Regions from separate parts of the Mus musculus genome. Here region 1 is linked to region 2. Evidence: chromatin contacts called from public HiChIP or PLAC-seq data. All regions are on one chromosome and are shown on one strand. Each heading gives the region's core, a stretch centred on a gene start, on an enhancer-like site or on the middle of the called end of the contact. The rest is flanking DNA. Distances are from core to core; before and after follow the strand shown. Region 1 overlaps Mysm1 (myb-like, SWIRM and MPN domains 1). Region 2 overlaps Ift74 (intraflagellar transport 74).

The links. HiChIP or PLAC-seq counts read pairs in DNA pulled down with a chosen protein or histone mark.
Region 1: an H3K27ac HiChIP or PLAC-seq map of embryonic stem cells shows a contact between it and region 2, with 4 times the contacts expected there. The contact joins two enhancer-like sites. A contact is called at or near these places in 19 of 39 promoter capture datasets (the 3T3-L1 cell line, 3T3-L1-derived adipocytes, the C10 cell line and 10 more), 25 of 484 Hi-C or Micro-C datasets (the AtT-20 cell line, the C2C12 cell line, LSK cells and 17 more), 5 of 115 datasets of contacts at active chromatin or transcription factors (all in embryonic stem cells) and 3 of 9 other capture datasets (adipose tissue, liver and pancreatic islet).

The regions. Positions count from the first base shown.
Region 1 is chr4:94,940,026-94,942,725 of GRCm38.p6, forward strand. It overlaps Mysm1 (myb-like, SWIRM and MPN domains 1), which reads right to left. Exons shown (of 20, transcript NM_177239.3): 20 at 2,016-2,700. Among named protein-coding and RNA genes, the nearest start is that of Eqtn, 13 kb to the left of the region's middle. Within about 2 kb of position 1,391, at least 12 of the 459 cell types and tissues checked have an H3K27ac peak or open chromatin away from gene starts, as enhancers often do. A contact at or near this core is called in embryonic stem cells, where this site is marked.
Region 2 is chr4:94,672,346-94,675,045 of GRCm38.p6, forward strand. All of the region lies in intron 13 of Ift74 (intraflagellar transport 74), which reads left to right. Among named protein-coding and RNA genes, the nearest start is that of Mir872, 8.5 kb to the left of the region's middle. Within about 2 kb of position 1,421, at least 2 of the 459 cell types and tissues checked have an H3K27ac peak or open chromatin away from gene starts, as enhancers often do. A contact at or near this core is called in embryonic stem cells, where this site is marked.

The DNA.
Region 1 (2,700 bases), core at 141-2,640, 270 kb after region 2:
CATTAATGCTTCATCTTTGTCTATATGTAAATAGCCTAAAGCCAATCGTGTGAGGTATTTTAGTGTGCCTGTGTTCTGAGTATGGCTGACCACAAGGTCTGTGACATGACAGTGAGGTTCAAAATGTCTGAGATTTATAGAGCATTTCATATTTCCAATGTGCAGTCCCTCACAAGTACCCCCAAGAGTACTTCCCAGTGAACTTGGCACAAAGGTGCCTTTGATTTCAGCGTTTATAGCCACTACACCCATTAAATCCTTTATGCCCTAATATGTCTAGTAGGATAAGAGGAAAAATATGGAAGACAAAAGCAAGCATTCTATTTTAGTATATCTTTCTGAAAATGCAAGATTCCGAATGAATATGTATGTGGTGTAAGCCTGTGTTTAAACCAGCATTCTGTCAGAAGATAAACTCGAGGTTCAGTGATGCAGAAAACCATGCAAGCACAAACAGGACCCTGAGACAATGCTGGCCTCTCACACCATGGCTGCAATCGGAAAGTTAAACCAAATGCTTAACCGTAAGAATCCCTAACAGTTACATGGAGGAATGAACTTCCATTGAAATACATGCTTTATGGAATTAACACTCTCAGGATTTTGTTACCTTGTAAATAAATCATCGTTTTTACTTGGGTACTTGACTTTAAATTACTATAAAAATAAAAACTTCTCCAAGACACTAAAAAATTTAAAAGGGATAAAACTGTTGGCTTAGCAATCACTAAGAATCTCTCCTGCAAGTACTGATAGGAGATAAAACAACAGAAAAGCCAAACCAAACCAAACCCCTGTAGTAGAGACACAGGAACAATGTGACTTTCCACTAGGACAGACTATAGCATGGGATGCCATACACATACTTAACAAATGGACAGATCCCACACATCTAGCAAGGTAATGCTGAGCTACATCCCTAAGTGGGTGTTTTTAATGAGGATAATATAAAGATATTACCTTACTTTATATACAATGTATTTCTTACATACTAGGAAAAAAATGGAACATTCAAAATCAGTTAAACCAATATTTATACTTTACACTGATTTTTTTTTTTTTTTTTGAGGTGAGAGTTTCACTTTGTACTTACTAGAAAATTTTAAAATTTTAGAATATTTTCTATGTGGGGCCGTGAAAGGCAGCCTATTTTGGTTGAATTCGGCCTGCTCTGGTGACCCAGTAGAAAACTCTACAAGGGACAGAACAGTGAGCCACGTTCCCAGGGAAAGGTGTCTGATACCACAGACCCCCAACTCCATAATTCTGTGACTATCAGTCATGCAGATAAAGGCCCGAGCTTCTGGCATTCTGGCTAGACTCCACCCCCAGTTACCTGACTCTAGCAGCTGCGTATGCTCCTCCCCACAGCTACCATACAACTGCAAGATAGCCCAGCCCACTATAAAAGGGGCGGCTTGGCCCCTCCTCTCTCTCTCTTAAGCTCCCACCTTTCTTACTCTCACCTCTAGCCCTCCTTCTCTCTCTGCCTTCCCCCCACCTCCACATGGCCATGGCCGGCCTCTTTCTTTCTACCTTCTCTTTTCCTCTCTGCCTTTCTACAATAAAGCTGACGGTGAGCAGTCTAAGAGATGGTCAGCGAAGCCTGGCTGAGTTAATGTGGCTGTGGGATAGGAATGTTCCCGGACGGCCCCACGGGTCATGCATTTGAACCCTTGGTCTCCCTCCACTGGCGGACCAGTTTGGGAATGATTAGCAGGCAGAACCTTGTGGGAGGAGGTGACACAGAAGAGTAGGCCTTACAGTTTCCAAAGCTTTCCTCTTTCTCTGCTTTCTGCTTGGGAATAGGGTGTCAAAGCTCCCAGCTACTGCTCCAATGCCATGCTTAACTGCCTGCTGCCAGACTCCCTGATATGGGCTCTCTGGATCCAAGTGTGAACCCCAAATTAAATGCTCTCTTTTGTAAGTTGCCTTGGTCATGATGTTTTGTTACAGCAATAGCACGGTAACTAAGTGCCTTTCTTCTGTAATTCAATAACATTGCTAATAATTTACAAAGACATCAAAAACTACCTGTTTTATTTTTAACATTTGCTTACATTGAATTGACAGCATGATCCTCCTCTTTCACTACAAGATAATACGTCAAAGCTTAAAAACTGGTATTTTTAATATGCCACAAGTAGATATGGAAAAATGAGTTTATATTTTTGGAAAACTTATAATTTTACAAACATTGATATTTACAATATTCTTTAATGTAGATATATACAACATAACATTTAAATGTATAAAATAGTTTTAAGTCATATATTGTTATAGAACACTGTAAATGCATAGTGAAAAAATTTACAAAACTGTTAATATTGTGAGAAAACAGCAACAAGTTCATAAACTGTCATGCAATATCTTATATACAACACAACTGTATAAATCAACTCCAATCTACACATTTAAAGGCGTTTATAAAAGACTCCTCTACATAAATCATGCTAAAATCTAATTACAACTTTAGTACTCATATGCTGAAGCAGATGATCTTTTTTTTTTTTTTTTCTTTTCAAGACAGGGTTTCTCTGTGTAGCCCTGGATGTCCTGGAACTCACTTTGTAGACCAGGCTGGCCTCGAACTCAGAAATTCGCCTGCCTCTGCCTCTGCCTCGGCCTCCCGAGTGCTGGGATTAAAGGCGTGCGCCACCATGCCCAGCTTTGTTTTGTCTTGTTTTTTTTGTTTGTTTG
Region 2 (2,700 bases), core at 171-2,670:
TATTTTGTTCCCCCTTCTAAATAGGACCAAAGCACCCACATTTTGGTCTTCCTTCTTCTTGAGCTTCATGTGGTCTGTGAAAATAACCCTATTAAAATTGGGGTACAGAGCTAAACAGAATTCTCAACTGAGGAATCTTGAATGGCCAAGAAGCACCTAGAGAAATGTTACATGAGAAATGTAACATCCTTAGTCATCAGGGAAATGCAAGTCAAAACGACCATGAGATTCCAGTTCACACCAGTCAGAATGGCTAAGGTCAAACACTCAGGTGACAGCAGATGTTGGCAAGAATATAGAGAAAGAGGAACACTCCTCTATTGCTGGTGGGATTGCAAGCTGGTACAACCACTCTGGAAATCAGTCTGGCAGTTCCTCAGAAAATTCGACATAGTACTACCTGAGGAACCAGCTATACCACTTCTGGGCATATACCCAAAAGATGCTCCAAAATATAACAAGGACACATGCTCCACTGTATTTATAGCAGCCTTATTTATAATAGCCAGAAGCTGGAAAGAACCCAGATGCCCTTCAACAGAGGAATGGATACAGAAAATGTAGTACATTTACACAATGGAATACTACTCAGCTATTAAAAACAGTGCATTCATGAAATTCTTAGGCAAATGGATGGAAATAGAAAATATCATTCTGAGTAAGGTAACCCAGTCACAAAAGAACACACATGATAGGCACTTACTGAGAAGTGGATATTAGTCCAAAAGCTCGGAATACCCAAGATACAGTTCATAGAAAACATTTTCCTATAAGTGTTTGTTGAAATGGCACTTCGAATTCCTAGCCTATGGATTCTCAGTGTATATATCCAAGGAAGAGCAGCTCATTGTTCTATGGATTCTCAGTGTATATATCCAAGAAAGAGCAGTTCATTGTTTAATGTGGTTATTGACCTAGCAAGATTGTTTTTAAAAAACTTAGAGTTGTGATATCTTAACACACCTGAAACTAGCTTGAAATGCATATTCTGAGGTACTACCTGAGACTTCAGTTTGAAACTGTGAGAATAGTGCTCAGTGTTTTGTATATTAGCAAAAAGTCATACTAATATTTGATAACCACTGCTTTGGAAAATCATTGAGGGCTTTATGTTGTATTTGGTACATGCCACGCACTACTAAGATGGAATCTAAAATAAATACTCTGTTCAAACAAACTTCTACAGAGTTTTTTTTTTTTTTCTTATAGGTAGTGAGGCCTTTTGAGCAATAATTTAATTCTTACCAATTTAGAGATTTTAGTATTTTGAAGCACTCTTACCAAGCTCATTCTGGCCTGGCACTATTGACTGTTGACTATATCTAAAACTATCCAAAAAGCTTTCGGGGTGTGTCTATGAGGGATTAAGTTGAGGTGGGAAGACTCGAATTAACTAAGAATAGGACCATTCTATAGGGTGGGGTCTTACAGTAAATATAAAGGAGAAAAAAAGCCACACACCAGCATTCATCTTTGTTTGCTTGTAAACTGTAGACCAGTTGTTACGACTTTCTTTCAGAATGGACTGTACCCTTCTTGTATGCCTTCAAGCAGTATGTAGAAATTGTATCTCACTACTGAGATATATATATTCTATCTCTATGGCAGCACTGAGATAAGTAATTAGTATATGCACAGTACCCCCCCCCCCCGCCTTAGTCACTCAGAGGCTTCTCACTCTATATTTTAAAGTACACCTTGTACTTATAAGTACTGTTGTTTCCCTGCTGAAAAGGGACATGTCTACTATAATTCAACTATTTTGCTAGTTGGACGAAGCCAAAAGTAAAAAGTTAGTCATTAATTTTTATGTACTCAACATAGCAATTTAAAAGTATTTGAAATAGGAATTTATTGCTTACTGCTACATTGGCATGAGAGAAGTAGGTGTGTGGTGGGGGAGGGGGGGTCTAAATTCAAAATAGGGAATTTAGCAAGCTATCCACACTAACTGAAATTGAAATAGGAATTGCCTTGGCTCTCTATGTTGCGATAAATCTCCTCCCAAATATGCCCTGGCAATGAAAACACGACACAATTAATATGAATACATGCTGTGCACCTAGATTAGGCAGATCTACCGCTACACTACCATCTTCCACAGCTATGAGCTCCACAGAATTAGAGAGTCTCCTGCCAAAAGTGGTATTCTTTCCTTGCTAGGAGACCATGCTAGTTATTTTTTAGTCAACTTGACACAAACTAGAGTCATCTGAGAAGAAAAAGGGAGGCACAGGCAGGCAGATTTCTGAGTTCAAGGTCTACAAAGTGAGTTCCAGGATAGCCAGGGCTATACAGAGAAACCCTGTCTTGAAAAAAAAAATTGCAATACCAATAAATGATAAGGTGTCTATTTCCTTTAAATCCATCCCTGTCAAACCACTCAAAATATCATCACGTAAAGTCGAAAAGATATGTATTGTTTCCCATCTTTAAGTATCAAAAGGTTTTTATGTCAATAAACTACCTTGTCTGGAGCCCTTTGTACCTTCATCTCCATGATTCTTTATGCATACGAAGGGGCTGGGTGTAGAAAGACCCGCGTGGTCATGTGTGTCCCTAGTTCGGGTTGCAGCTGGCAGCGTATGCTTGTGTGCTGATTTCAGGCAATCCGCAGCATAAACAAGCAGTCAGGAGAACCAGTCTGGCTGTCCTAGACATGAGGGTGAGGGAGGCAAGGGGGGGGGAGCGAAGGATATG